2 separate regions of the Pan troglodytes genome follow, and region 1 is linked to region 2. The links are chromatin contacts, called in public HiChIP or PLAC-seq maps. All regions are on one chromosome and are shown on one strand. The core of a region is the stretch at or near the end of the contact, and the rest is flanking DNA. Distances in the headings are between cores, read along the strand shown. Region 1 has its middle 30 kb from the start of SSTR5. Region 2 has its middle 9.1 kb from the start of GNG13.

The links. HiChIP or PLAC-seq counts read pairs in DNA pulled down with a chosen protein or histone mark.
Region 1: an H3K4me3 HiChIP or PLAC-seq map of stem cell-derived excitatory neurons shows a contact between it and region 2, with 8 times the contacts expected there. The contact joins two enhancer-like sites. A contact is called at or near these places in 4 of 7 Hi-C or Micro-C datasets (blood, induced pluripotent stem cells and stem cell-derived neural progenitor cells), 1 of 1 datasets of contacts at active chromatin or transcription factors (stem cell-derived excitatory neurons) and 1 of 1 other capture datasets (stem cell-derived neural stem cells).

Annotation. Positions count from the first base shown.
Region 1 is chr18:3,428,188-3,435,756 of NHGRI_mPanTro3-v2.0_pri, reverse strand. No RefSeq gene overlaps it. Among named protein-coding and RNA genes, the nearest start is that of SSTR5, 30 kb to the left of the region's middle. Within about 2 kb of position 4,611, at least 11 of the 24 cell types and tissues checked have an H3K27ac peak or open chromatin away from gene starts, as enhancers often do. A contact at or near this core is called in induced pluripotent stem cells, stem cell-derived excitatory neurons, stem cell-derived neural progenitor cells and 1 more, where this site is marked.
Region 2 is chr18:3,177,534-3,184,915 of NHGRI_mPanTro3-v2.0_pri, reverse strand. No RefSeq gene overlaps it. Among named protein-coding and RNA genes, the nearest start is that of GNG13, 9.1 kb to the right of the region's middle. Within about 2 kb of position 5,650, at least 21 of the 24 cell types and tissues checked have an H3K27ac peak or open chromatin away from gene starts, as enhancers often do. A contact at or near this core is called in induced pluripotent stem cells, stem cell-derived excitatory neurons, stem cell-derived neural progenitor cells and 1 more, where this site is marked.

The DNA of each region.
Region 1 (7,569 bases), core at 3,362-5,861, 250 kb before region 2:
TCACTGCAGCCCCGACCAAGAGCAGCTGTGCCCCTCGGCCACACTCACCAGACCCAAAGTGCACGGCCGGGCACACACCCTTCCACCTGCCCCACCGTCCAGGCTCCGCGGGGGCCTCCCCGATGCCACTCCCCTCCCTCCAGGCTCCGACACCCACACTGTCCTCACTGACCTGAGAGCCTGTGTCACAGTGTCCCCAGTGTGGCAGGAGAGGGATGCCTGAGCCATGGCAGCCATTGGTGATCCCGTGTCAGCTGGGTGACAGCTGAACCCCAGGCCAGCCCCTGGTAGCCCACCTGCAGTGCCCCTGGCGGGCGTCCAGCCCTGCCTGGCCCAACTCCACGCCATGCTATGAGGCTGACCAATTCCCCAGCAGTCGGTGGCCACAGCGGAGGGTACCTGGGACTCCAAACTGGGGACCCACCTTGTGGACCCCCTCCCTCCTCCACCACAGCTGTGGGTACCACGTCCTCCCTCCTGCCTCCTCTCGCTTATGGGCCTTGACACCCCTCCCCTGCCCTGCCCTACCTGCTGCCTGCTGGACCCATCACTGCCTTCAGCCCCTGAGTCCTCCTCTGGCCCTGGAACCCTCCCCAGCTTGCTATCAGGGCCCAGCATACCTGCTCCAGGGATGGGGTGCAGCCCCCACCCTGACTAGACCCCGGCACAGGAGACCTCAGGTTAGGGACTCCCCCAGGGAAGTAATTGGAGCCCCCGCCCCATGGTGGAGGGGCCAGGCTCTGGGGGACCTGCCAGGGGTAAGTGCCAGTCAGACTGGGTGCCCGGGACAGCTGCCCTGCTACAGTTGGTGCCTGTCCTGGGCTGAACAGTGTCCCCCAGATTCATATCCACCCAGAACCTCAGCGTGTGACCTTACACGGAGATGGCATCTTTGCAAATTTATTTATTTATTTATTGAGATGGAGTCTCACTCTGTTGCCCTGGCTGGAGTGCAATGGCATTATCTCAGCTCATTGCAACCTCCGCCTCCCAGGTTCAAGTGATTCTCCTGCCTCAGCCTCCTGAGTAGCTGGGATTATAGGCGCCCGCCACCACGCCCGGCTATTTTTTGTATTTTTAGTAGAGACAGGGTTTCGCCATGTTGGCTGGGCTGGTCTTGAACTCCTGACCTCAGGTGATCTGCCTGCCTCAGCCTCCCAAAGTGCTGGGATTACAGGCATGAGCCACCGAGCCTGGCCATTTTTGCCAATTTAATCAGCTAAGGTGAGGTCATGCAGGATTAGGGTGAAAGGGTCCTTGTGAGCAAAGGAAAACAGGAGAATGGGTAGGGCCTCCGGGGAGGTGCTGGGCCCGGGGATGTCAGGGCCCAGGGGGCCAACAGGCCCTGGTCATGCTCTCATGGCAGAGTCAGAGAAGATGACGAGGCCATGGCCTCTGCACCCCCAACATCCAAATCCCCGCCCCCACGCCCAGACCCCGGGGGGCCGATCTCCGGTGCAGAGAGGTGTCTCCCCAGGAAAGCGCAGAGGGGGTCGGCGTGGCTCCCAGGTGTGGGGAGGGCGGCACATCCGAGAGGTGGATGCAGGACCCAGAGCGGGAGCTCTGGGGAAGCAAGAAGACCCCTGTTCCTCCTGGGGCGGGGCCGCCCATCGGCCAGGTGGTCTGGGCACAGAAGTGGGTGGGTCTGCACATCTCTCAGGCCAGAGCCACCAGATCACCCGTGGTTACCTGGAGGGCCCTGATGCAAAGGGTTGGGGGGAGTGCAGGGCTCGATTAGCGATGCCTGCCCTGGGCATACGGAGGAGTGGGGTCCTATGTGCCATGGCCAGCTGAGAGGGAGAAGGCCTTGCCAGGAAACCCTCAAAGGTCCTCCGCAGCCAGCCCGAGCTGAGGTTGCACAGGGGCCTCAGAGCCAGCACCAGGCCAGTCTCAGACGTCAGGATCAGAAGGGGTTGCAGGGCCTGGTCCCCAAGACCTGTGTCTCCCACTGATGGCCTGGCAGCTGGGAAAGAGAAGGGAGAAACCCCCTCCCCAACTTCCCCAGCCTGGTCCCCTCCTGACCCCAGGGACAGAGCCCCGGGCCAGACGTGAATCAGTGGCCCCACCAAGCCTCCTACATCTGAGTCTGCGACTCCTCCCGCCCACCCCGCACCAGATCCATCAGCCACCCCTGCTCCAGTGACAGACACCTTGCCGACACCGGGGCTTCGGGGCCCCTGCGAAGTGCTAAGTGGCTTTGCGCAGGTGATTCATCTGGGCCCATTTCTCCCAGGGTCTTCAAGCATCTGATGATTTTATTTGGATGGAGCACTCTGCAGGCCGTCTGCATTTCCCATCTCAGGAACCTTTCACTTCTGAGAGCGACGGGAGAGGTGGATGTTTACTTTATCGCTTTTCCCTGTGCAGGAGTTTAATAACTTAGCAGCCGGGCCGAGGTGGCGACGCGCAGGGCCGTTTGTGTCTCCGGAATTCTCTTCTTTTCCAGGCCCCATGTGTACGCGCCGGCTGGCTGCGGATCGTGTTTTCCCTCGAAAGAAGTGGTTTTGCTATTAAGATCAGTGTTTCGTCTAGATCGTTCTACCAGCCCTCGCCACTGGGCTCAGCTGCCCGGGGATAGCGGCTGCTCTTGCCGGGTCGGCCCCGAAACGCCTGTCTGAGGCTCAGCTCAGGTGTCCAGGCCAGTGCTCGGGGCAGGGCACTCCCAGACAAAGCCTGAGCCTACACCGGCCCCACAGGCATCCCACCTGCCCCAGGGGCCAACCCCCAGCCGGCTGCCACAGCTCCCTGGTCAGCGAGGCTCACTCTGGCCAGCTGGCACCCTAAGGCTCTGAAGAAGAGCGAGCACTTGTTAAGCACCGACTGTCTGCTGCTCGTGGACTCGCCTTCTCTCTAAGCGGGACGTTCCTGGCCTTCCCCTTGCAGAGGGCGAGGTGTTGAGAGCTGGTGTTTATTTATCAAGTCCTGGTGCGCTCCCAGGCCCCAGACGGCATTGAAGGCACTGCTCGGAGGCACCGTCCTGTTCTCTGCACCACCCCAGGGGCATAGGTGTGCGTGTCCCATTCCTTAGGTGAGGAAACTGAGGCCCGGGGAGCTGAGCGCCTGCCCGCAGGCCCAGAGATGGCAGTTCGGCCCATGGCAGCCTGGCTGTCACCGGGAATCCTGGCCCTGCCCTGCCCTGCCCTGTCCTGCACTCCCTCTGAGAGTCCCGGGCCTCCCCCGGCGCTGGGCAGGCCTGTCACTCTTCAGCAGCAGCTTCAGCAGAAGAGCAGAGTCTCCACCAGGCCTCCCCAGGGCTGCCTCCAGGGGTAGGATCTGAGCTCCCAGGGGCCCTCGGGGGGCCACTCCCCCAGCTGTGCTTCCTCCCTGCAGGATGGGGACAGGGGCCCAGCACAGCACCCAGTGGGAGGCTGCTCTGACAGCTCAGGGCGCGGCAGGGTCCCCACACACATGGGCTGCAGGGTGGCCGCTCCCAGAGCTGCTGGGCCAGGCAGAGATGAAGGGGCAGCAAGGCCAGCCCTTGAGGGTGGGGGCGGCCACTGGTCATGTCCTCACTGGCCCCCCTTCCTGTCACTTGAGGTGGCCGGAGATCTGGGGACAAGCGCCCGAGCCCCCCCCCAATGACCACAGTGCCTCCCAGCGGCCCCTGGGGCTGGACTTGGCCCAGGTCCACAGGGCAGGTCTGTGGGAGTCGCAAGCCGTGCAGGGCAGGAGGGGCGGGCCGGAGTGTTGCATTCATGGGTCTGAGGGGCCCAGGATGGGACCGTCCCTGTCTCAGGGTCCCCCACCTGCCAGCCCAGCTCCATGCTGCCCAAGCACCATCCAAGTGGGTCCTGAAACCAGCAGCCAGGGCCACCCCCCAGTGCTGGCTCTGTGACCTCCAGGGCAGGGGTCCTTAACTTCGTGTAGCCTGGCGGTGACCCTGTGAGTCACACTCAGGACACTGGGCGCTGCGCTGATCCTGGGGGCACTTGGTGTCCCTCTCTCCCCTGCTGAGCAGCCCCGGATCGGCCCGGCCTTGCCCCTGCCCAGGTCGCTAGGGCCGAGCAGAGGCTCTGTGAGGCCGGCAGAGTGGATGGCGGGGCTTCTGGGACCTGGTACATTCGGAGGACCCAGGCTGGCAGCCGTGCAGCAGGCGGCCGAGGAGGGCGGGGCGGCCCGGGCATCTCTGGCTCTGTTGACTCTCCCAGGGGTGAGGGTTCATCGGGGAACACAATGGAGCTGCCCACTTTGTCTCGTAAGACAGCAGCAGCTGCAGCCTGCCCTGAGAACTCTGAGGGCACCGAGCCCCAGGCGGTGTGGACCAAGGGTAACTGCCTGGGGCTGCTGAGCCCCGGGGGTGGGGATGGGCTCCCGGCTCCTCAGGCCCCACCTTCTGACCTGGCCCTGCAGTCCAGGGCCGGACACACGCGTTCAGGAAGTGTCCACGTGCAGGCCCCGTCCACCCTCGGCACTGCCCGCGCCCACGGCCCACCTGGGGCACCAGCCCTGTGTCCCGCAGTACCGCCCCACTCCTCAGCCCCAGATGCATGTTCCCAGGCAGAGGGGCAGGAGGACCCTGTGGCCCCAGCCCGCCTCCCCGGCCCAGCCCCGCCCAGCCCACCCCTGTGAGTGCAGGACTCCTCCTCCTCTGCTGCCCGGCCCCTCCCCCGACGTGTGCTTGCAGCTGTGCCGGCTCCGGCTCCGAGGAAATCCTTGGCTTTGCACAGGCCCTGGGGACTCGGAGTGCGCCTGGAACAGCCGGGAGGGAGCGCAGCTGGGGAGGCAGGGCGGGGCTGCTCTCCCACCCTGGATGGGACCTGGCTGGGGGCATGGTTTTTAAGGGGGGCAGGGCAGGAGCTGCTCCCCAGGGACCCCCACTAGGAGAACTGCACCCCTGAGCTCAGGGATCTGCCCTCCACCCACCAAAGGGACCTGGTCATGGGGCCTGTGTCACCATCCACAGGTGACTTCTCACCCTGCACAGGGCCCCAGGCCCCCCATCCTAGGGGTGAGTGTTCCCACCTTCCCCTTGAAGGAAACGCTCCGTCTGGAATTGCCACTGAGCCACCTTTGCTACTCAGGGTTCAGGGCACAGCCAGAGAAAGAGGGAGGAGGTGGGGTGGGAGAAGTCAGTGTGGCCCCTCCCCCGGCTGCCCTGGAGCCATCCTTAGGGCCTGTGAGGCTGTGGTCAGCTGGGGCCTCGAGGTCAAGAACCGTGTGCCGGAGAGCTGGACAAGGGGCAAACCCCTGCCCAGACACCCCAGCGGGTCCCGCTGCTCAAAGGCGTCTTCCAGGAGCCCCCAGCCACGGCACAGGCCGGACACGCTGCCCTGATGGAAGAGGGCCCTGTCTTTGGTCCCCGTGGGGGAGCCGCTGCCTGAGTGGCCCCACAGTGGGCAGAGACTCTGCCAGGCCAGAGAGCCCCGAGGCTTGACCTGTGCCACACAAGCCTGGGCGCCCAGGAGCAGGGGCGGGAAGGAGGTCGCCTCTGAGCTCTCCCTGAGTGCCTCCCACCCAGGGTCCACACAAAACCTCAAGGGCCTCTGAGGTGAACCACAGAAACACCAGTGTCCCCATTCAACTAAAACCCACGGGTCAGGGCGGTGGCTTATGCCTGTCATCCCAGCACTTTGGGAGGCTGACGTGGGAGGATCACTTGAGCCTAGGAGTTCAAGATCAGCCTGGGCAACATAGGGAAATCCCATCTATACCAAAAAAAGCCAGGATCAGTGGTGTGTGCCTGTTTTCCCAGCCCCTTGGCAGGCTGAGGCAGGAAGATGGCTTGAGCCTGGAAGTCTGAGGCTGCAGTGAGCTATGATCATACCACTGCACTGTAGCCTGGGCGACAGAGCGAGACCCCATCTCAAAAAAATAAAATAAAATACATTTTAAAAATCAGTCATGAATTTGAGAGATGGTTTCAGGCATGGCTGGATCCAGGCACTTGGCTCTCCCGCCTGTCCCACTGCTCAGCTTGGCTTCTCTATGCCTTCGCTGTCCCAGGGACAGGGCCTCCCTGATGCACTGAGCTCCCCCAGGAAAGAGGCCCCATCTCTCCTGCCCAGCTCTGGGGCAGCTCAGTTCTCCCTGGAGCAGGACAGTGCCTGGGACGGCTTGGGCATTTGCAACGCACTTCCTGCCACACCCTGGCCACGTGGAGGCCTGGAGGGGACAGTGGCTCCCGGACCCCCAGACCAGCCACCGCTCAGCCTCAGGCTGCCCGAGACACCCTAGGGAGGTGGCCTCTGGCACGGAACTCCTGCTCTGGAAAACCCCCACCCTCAGGCAGGCAGACCACCCTCTCCCAAGGGGAGGCTGGGGCAGGAACCACAGAGGGTGGGGGCAGCAGCCACCGTCCCTGTGGCTGAGGGTGGGTGGGGCCAGCCTGGCCGGCTCCATGATCCTCAGCCAGGGCAGCCGCCTCACACAGTGGGGCTCTGAGCCCGGGGTGGGCCGAGAGGCGCTGCCCGCCACCCGCTGCCCGCCGGCTCACAAGGGCCCATTGTGCGGCTGTGGCTGTGGGCAGCAGGTGGCTGCCCGGTCCCACACGGGGAGGCCCTGCCACCAGCCGCGCGGGCGGAGGAGGGCACCGCGGGCACGGTGGGGGGAGCACGGGGGCCAGGGTGGGGCCCAGGCACAGCCCAGAGCCAGGGGCTGTGGCATGAAGGCGTCTATTCTCCGGTCCCAGCCCCGCCTGCTCCGCCGTGGCTGGGGGCTGCAGCCTGGACAGCTGTGGTGAGGCGGCCCCTGCCCACCACGGGCCCCAGGCCAGGGTCTGGCTGCACTCGGATGTGGCATCGCCGTGGCTGAGCAGTGGCTGGGCTGGGCACGGAGGGCTGGTTCAGAGCACAGCAATCCTGGTGGCTTCCTGGAGGTGGAGGAAGCAGGAAGAGCCAGACCACGGGCCCAGGAGCAGGGCGGGAGCAGGGCGGGAGCAGGAGAGCTCACACTGGGGTGGCCCGAAACTACCACCCCGCCGTGCTGGGTGACTCCTGGGTAACCTCCACACCACTGGCTGCCTGCAGCCTCGCGCTGCTGACGGCCCTGCTGTGTGCCTCAGTCTCCCCATCTGTGGCCAGGAGTGGGTGGCAGAACCTGTTAGCAGCTGAGAGGATAACATGGGCCACCCCTCCATGGTCACTCCTCTCAGAGCCCAGTCACAAGCCGGAACTACGCCCAGCACACGCCTGCCCTCCCGGCTCCCCTGGGCCACCCAGCCCTCCCCCAGCCGCCCTCCTCAGCTAGCTGGGTCCCAGCAGCCCCTCTTCCGGTCCCTGCCTGAGACCCACCCCACCCCACCCCGAGTGGTGCAGAGTGGCCGCCCGGGGCCCTGGGCAGCCCGCTCTGGCGAAGGCGGGGGACCCCGCTTGCCGGCTGGGAACACACGTAGAGGCAGATGCCAAGTCCCCAGGACCCCTCCCTGCAGCAGTGTTAGGTACGAACAGCTGGCTGGACAGCCTGGCAACAAGATGCTGGACCCCTTTCATTCACGATGGGGCCCAGGGCCAGGACACTCCTCCCAGTCCCCAGCAGACCAGGAGCGCCTGGAGGGCAGGCTGTGCCCCTCCCTCCTGACCCGGCCTGGGCTTCGGTGCTGGTGCAGCTGCTCCCCTGAGCAAGAGGCTGTCC
Region 2 (7,382 bases), core at 4,401-6,900:
GCTGCCCAGTCCACAACACAGACAGGACGGTGCTGAGGGAGGCGTCAGCATGGAGCAAAACATTCGCACATGATGGCCGAGAGCTCCGGGCACTTACTCCACCTCCACTCCGTCCCATAGGGCCTCCAAGCCGGCCGCTCCCCACCATGGGAGCCGGGGTGGACCCAGGCATGGGGAGGCCGTGCCGGTCCCGCAGCAATGGCAGAGGGGATGTCTGTGCGGTCGCCGCCCACGGCAGCATCTGCAGGGTCAGCGGCGCAGAAGGGGTTCAGGCCTGGGCGCTCCCTGGGGGTCTTAGCCTCTCCTTGCCTCCTGCGGGCCTCACAGACCCCGGGGACTCCCACGCAGTCCTGGAGGCCCCCCACCCACGGCTGCACCAAGGGGCAGTGCCTGAGCCCTCAGCCCCGTATGAGATATATATGATATGTACACACACACACGTATATAAAGTTACAGGTATGAAAAGGTTCATTGTGGCATTTTTTGGTAGACTGGTTTTTAGTAGGATGAGAAATGACATGGTTTTATTCTATGTCTTATGAAGCCAAATGTTTACGCACAGAAAAGCAAACAAATCAACCTTGAGGAGCCCGCACCTGATCAAGTGAGGGACTGTTCCTCCCTGTCGGGGGTAACCTCCCTGGTTCTGTCAGGGCTCACTCCTTCACTCCAGAGCGGGGACTCGACTGTCATTCAACTCATCGGTGAGGTTTTATTTCTACAATTATGTTGCTGTTATTCTTTTTTTTTTTTTTTTTTTTTTTTTTTGAGATAGAGTCTCGCTCTGTCACCCAGGCCGGAGTGCAGTGGCGCGATCTCAGCTCACTGCAACCTCCGCCTCCTGGATTCAAGCGATTCTCCTGCCTCAGCCTCCCAAGTAGCTGGGATTACAGGCATCCACCACCACGCCCGGCTAATTTTGTACTTTTAGTAGAGACAGGGTTTCTCCATGTTGGTCAGGCTGGTCTCAAACTCCCAACCTCAGGTGATCTGCCCGCCTCAGCTTCCCCAAGTGCTGGGACTATAGGCGTGAGCCACTGTGCCCGGCCACAATTATGTTTTTCATGTGAAGGTGGCTCCTTGTTCTTTTTGCATGTCTCCCTGTTCTTGCTTCTTTGTTCTTCCCTCATTCATCTCCTTGGGAACTGTAAACACAGCTCTTTCAAGACCCCCTTCACGTTATTCCTTGGCTGCAACCCCCGACGTGCTGCTCTGTGGGCTGACCGCTTATGTGCAGCCTGCATGTCTTCCGATGCTGGAATATATTTGGTTGTTCTTTCCTGCACCTGCCCTCGTGGAGTGGGGGTCGGGGGTTCCAGGCAGAGGATTTTGAGGATTGTCTCTGACCAACCTTACGACGTGCTCCAGCCCTGAACCGGGTCTTCACAAGAGCGTCTCAAGTCTGAGATGTTCACCCCCCACACCTGGGAGCAGCAAGACCGTGGCCTCTTCTCAGACTAGCAGCCTGCCCGCCTGCTCCTGAGGTGCGGGGGTGCCCCCACCACCAGCCCTGCCAGCTCACTCCATTCTCCTTGTCCTGCTCTTGTGGGTGCAGTGGCTGTCTGCGGTCCTCCACCTCCCCGTCTGGGGAGTGGGACTCAGCCCACACCATTGCAGGCATCTCTAGGGGTAACTGAAGACCATGGTGGGAATTCTCACCACAGAGCTTGAGCCCCCACCAGCCACGGAGTCTCGCCAGCGCCAGCCTCAGCCTCTTGCATGGGACTGGGCAGGTATCAGACCCCAGCATTCTGAGGCTACGTCCCACCCTCAGTCATGGGAGTACTTTGTACTTTCTATTTTCACATTTAAGCCTTAGATACAATTTCTAGGCAACAGAAAAAATCCCATCCAGAACCATGTAACCTCCAATTTTTTTTTAACTTTTTAATTTTTTTTTTTTTGAGACTGGGTTAAGAGACTGGCTAATTTTTGTATTTTCGGTAGAGACAGTTTCGTCATGTTGCCTAGGCTGGTCTCAAACTCCTGGACTCAAACAATCCACCCGCCTCAGCCTCCCAGAGTGCTAGGATTACAGGTGTGAGCCACAGCGCCTGGCCAAAGCCCTGATTTCAATTAATAGTTTCCATTTAAGTTCACCTATGACTAAGCGCTTTGCATACACCAGTATTCATGTTTTTTGGTTTGTTTAGAGACAAGGCCTCGCTCTGTGTCCCAGGCTGGAATCAGCTCACTGCAGCCTCAAACTCCTGGGCTCAGGAGATCCTCCTGCCTCAGCCTCCTGAGTAGCCCGGACGACAGGTGTGAGCCACCATGCCAATTTTTTTTTTTTTTTTTTTTGAGAGATAGTGTTTTGCTACGTTGCCCAGGCAGGCCCTGAACTCCTGAGCTCAAGCAATCCTCCCTTCTCAGCCTCCCAAAGTGCTGGGATTAGAGGCGTGAGCCACCACCCCCAGCCTCTCTTATTTTTCACGATGCCCACCTTGCCCCTGGCGGGCACTGGGCAAACACTTTACACAGCACCTCAGTCAACCCTCCCAAAAGCCCTGGGCAGCACTGTCCTCCCCGTCCTCTAACGAGCAGACCTCAGAGAGGTTGGGCCACTCACCCATGCCAGCCACCTAATAAGTGGCAGAGCCAGCCAGGAGCCCAAGCCAAACACAGCCGTGTGGACAGCCGTCCCTCCATGCCACACCTCCTCCCTGCTGAGGGAGAGGCCAGCCAGTCCCCGTCCACATCAAGTGTCCTGAGAACCAGGTCTGCCTCCCCACAGGGCAGTGCTCTGGCCACTGGCTGCTCAGTGTGGGAGCCTCCTTTTGGGCAGAGAGCAGCCCGGGGCAGCCCAGAGCACACTGGACGTCCCGGGGAAGCTCCAAAGGCAAACCCTCCATAGATCTGAGCCTGCTCCAGAGCCCAGAGGTTCCGGGCCAAGGGCGCACACGGAGTTTGGGTTTGTGCTACTTCCCTGGGACATCCTGATGTGGCCTGTTTGGGAGAAGACGCCAGGAACACCCTATCCTGTTGGCTACATGTCCCAAGTCACCCAGACATGTCCCACACCCTCCCCGCTGCACCGTCTCTACTGAGGCCTCTGCAAGATCCATCTGGGACATCATGAAAGGCTCTGCTAACCCTCAAAGCCCAGGAAACATGGGGTCCAGATTTGGGTGGCATTTTCATAGAAAATTGCATCAGAAAGACCTCACTGCATCTCCCAGCCCTCCTCAGGGAACCAGAGGGGACCCGTTCCTCACCCACAGCAACCTCTGCAGCCTCTCCTCAAATCCCCCAGCCTCTACCACAGCCTCCCTCTCCCCTCCCTTCCTTCTGTTAAATGAAATCTATAGGAAGCCATTGGTGGCCAGGTGTGGTGGCTCACGCCTGTAATCCCAGCATTTTGGGAGGCCGAGGCGGGAGGATCACTTGAGGTCAGGAGTTCGAGACCAGCCTGGCCAACATGGCAAACCCTCATCTCTACTGAAAATACAAAAATCAGCAAGGCGTTGTGGCACGTGCTTGTAATCTCAGACACTTGGGAGGCTCAGGCAGGAGAATCGCTTGAACCCGGAGAGGTGGAGTTTGCAGTGACCCGAGATCACGCCGCTGCACTCCAGCCTGGGCGACAGAGCGAGACTTCAACTCAAAAAAAAAAAAAAAGTTCCATGTCACCAAACTGAAGCTAAGTTGTTTATCTGAACTTCTGAGAAACCAGGAGAGTAATAACAGCCAAATCCCCAAACAGGCCGGTCCTTGCCGGTACAATAAGGAGTTCTCTTCTGCTTTCACCCTTACAAGAAAAGCAGCTTCGAAGTGAGCGATCCGTGTTTTCTGTTTCCGCTTTCCTCAGCCCTTCCGTCTAGAAAACCAGCCTCCTCTGTTCAGCCCCCAGGGCACTCCCTGCTCTCTGTAGAGCCAAGCCGTTGCCCGAATCTAGCATCACGAATGGAGCCCACGAGGATCTTTAAACTAAATTTGTAACTCTGTCTTGTGACAATTCTCTGGATCAGCTTATGCAGGGAGGGAAAGAGGGCAAATCAGACACTGTCCTAGTGGACGAGGAGGGAGATGTCCGACCTGCCGTGGGTCATCTCAAGCACCTACTTGGCTGGGTGAAGGGATCCCTAGAGACCTCATAAGGCGCTGCTTCTGGGTGTGTCTGCAAGGGGGTTTCCAGAGGAGCCTGCCTGGGGGTCGGGGGACCAAGGGGAAGACCCTCCATGGGGGCGGATACCATCAATCGCCTGGGGGCCCAGATAGAACAAAAAGGGGCTGGGCACGATGGTCCACGCCTGTAATCCCAGCACTTTGGGAGGCTGAGGCAGGCGGATCACTTGAGGTCAGGAGTTCACGACCAGCCTGGCCATGGTGATACCCCATCTCTCCTAAAAAATACAAAAAAAAATTAGCCAGGCATGGTGGCATGCACCTGTAGTCCCAGCTACTCTGCAGACTGAGGCAGGAGACTCGCTTGAACCTGGGAGGTGAACGCTGCAGTGAGCTGAGGTCGTAACGCTGCAGTGAGCTGAGGTCGTGCCACTGCACTGCATTCTGTCTCTAGCCTAGGAGACAGAGCGAGACTCTGTCAAAAAAAAAAAAAAAAAAAAAGAGGGAAAAGAAGTTCTGCTCTTGTTCCTGGCGCTGGGACTCTCTCTTCCTCCTCCTGCCCTTGGACAGGGCCCCCAGCCTTGGGACTCCAGGACTTAACACCAGCGGCTCCTTGGATTCTCAGCTTTCAGCCCTGGCCTGAGTCACACCTTTAGCTCCCCTGGTTCTTCCGTTTCCTGACTTGGACCGAGCCAGGCTGCCAGCATCCCAGGTCTCCGGCTTGCAGATGGCATCCCTCCCGGGACTTCTCGGCCTCCCTAACCGCATGGGCCAATTCCCCTAACAAACCCACTATCATCCGTCTATTAATCTGTCTCTCCAATATATTGGTCGGCCTCTGGAGAATGCCTACTGATGCGACGCCTGTTTCTGTACACTGGCTTCTGCCTCAGATCTCACAGGCGTGCCAGGGAAGAAGCATTCCAGATCCCATTTAGGAAACTGTGGAGGACGGTGTGAAAGTAAAAGCTCAGGACCCCAATTCAGGCTGCCAAAAGGACAGAACGAAGCCGAAGACGGAGCCGGTCAAGTTACTGCCTCTCCCTGTGTTGTTGGGCAGGTAACTACAGACGCGAGGTCAGATCTCACTCTCCATTCCCCTCATCTTGGGGACGCATCATCGGCAACCCCAGCCCCCCCACCCCTCCTTTTCTCTTCCCACCGTGGGCTCAGAAACAGGACCGGAGCCTTCCTTACCCCGCAGCCCGCTTTCCCCCTTTAAATACGGAGGCCTCAAAACCATCTCTGGAGAAAGGCATCGACCTGTCCCCCAGGCGCGACCTCGACCTTGCCGAGCCACGCTCCGAAGCCCGAGGCCTGTCCCGGCTACTTCTTGGTTTACAACTGAAATGGACCAAAAAGACAGCGGGCATCCTTCTGGATCATCTGATTCTGCAGGGGCCTGCGACTTTCGCCCCTGGAGTTACGGTCCTGGAGTTGCAGAAAACGTCGAGCAATGCGAGCGACTCTCGACCAGCGTCGCGTCCGTCAAATGCAATCGATCATCGCCAGTGGAGAGTGACCGGATATGAGAGCCCTGCCCGACTCCAACATGGCCGCCCAGCCCACGACCGAGGCCTGGGCAGCCGCTGCCAGGAGCCAAGATGGCTGCGACGAGCGCTGACGACACGCGGGCGGCCACCGTGCGCGGCTGACCCTTTCCTGCCGGGACCCGGAAATTATCTCCCAAGGAGGAAGTAAACGGCGCGCGACGGTCGGTTGAAAAGTTGGCGGGGGCGGGCGAAGGCTGCGAGCGGAGGCTGCGAGCGGGGCCGTCCGGGTGGTCTGGGCGACTGCCCCGAGGGCCCGCCACGCCCTGCGGCCAGCCCTGACCGTCTTACCTCAGTTTCCCCACCCGTAAGAGGGATCCGCTGGCGGGTCCCTTTGCCATCCCCCTTCTCTAAATGCAGGGACAGAAGACGGCCGCTGGCGGGACGGCCACAGGGGCCCAGGCCCGGCGCCTGCACGCGGGGCTCGCGCCCGGGTGTTTGGCCATATCGGGAGGCGGCAGGAGGCGGCGGCGGCGAGGGGCCCTGGCGAGGGCACAGGCGGGTCAGGGAGCAGCGCTGGCTGAGGCCCGGCGGCCAGAGGGAGCGGGAGGGAAGGTGCGGGGCCTGGGCTGCTGCCTCCTGGGCGCATCTAGCTTTCGAGGGTCACACCGCGGGGAGAGGTGACATTTTGAAAAGGTAATGGGGGCCGCGATCCCTCGAGAGGCTATAGGGAGGACCCTTCCTGCCTCTTTCAGCTCCTGGGGGCTCTGGGAGCTCCAGGCGTCCTTAAGAGGCTTGTGGCCGCGTGGCTCCAAACTTGTTTTTGTTGGTTTTTTGGGTTTTTTTTTGAGACGGAGTCTCGCTCTGTCGCCCAGGCTGGAGTGTAGTGGCGCGATCTCGGCTCACTGCAAGCTCCGCCTCCCGGGTTCTCGCCATTCTCCTGCCTCAGCCTCCCGAGTACCTGGGACTACAGGCACCCGCCACCACGCCCGGCTAACTTTTTTGTATTTTTTTTTAGTAGAGACGGGGTTTCACCGTGTTAGCCAGGATGGTGTCAACCTCCTGACCTCGTGATCCGCCCGCCTCCGCCTCCCAAAGTGCTGGGATTACAGGCGTGAGCCACCGCCCCCGGCCCAAACATTTTTTTTTTTTTAAGATGGAGTCTCCCTCTGTTGCCCAGGCTGGAGTGCAATGGCATGATCTCGGCTCACTGCAACCTCCGCCTCCTGGGTTCAAGTGATTCTCCTGCCTCAGCCTCCCGAGTAGCTGGGATTACAGGTGCGCAGGCCACCACCCCTGGCTAATTTTTGTATTTTTAGCAGAGACAGGTTTCCACCATGTTGGCCAGGTGATCTGCCCACTTTGGCCTCCCAAAGTGCTGGGATTACATATGTGAGCCACCATGCCCAGCCTCAACTTTTTTTGAGAGAGAGTCTCGCTCTGTTGCCCAGGCTGGAGTGCAGTGACATTATCTCAGCTCACTGCAGCTTCCACCTCCCAGGCTCAAGCAATCCTCCCACCTCAGCCTCTCCAATAGCTGGGACCACAGGTGCGCACCACCACACCCAGCTAATTTTTGTATTTTTTTGTAGAGATAGGGTCTCACTTTGTTGTCCAGGCTGGTCTCCAACTCCTGAGCTCAAGGGATCCTCCCGCCTTGGCCTCCATAAGTGCTGGGATTACAGGTGTAAGGCTACTTCCTGTCGTCTACTCTCTGTATTTTGCAAATAAAATGTTTGCAGGTCATGTCAAATATCAAGTGATTGATCTGTGGGGACGCAGGCGCCTTCCTCAGAGCCCCTCCCTCCCTTGCTCCTGCCCCAGCCA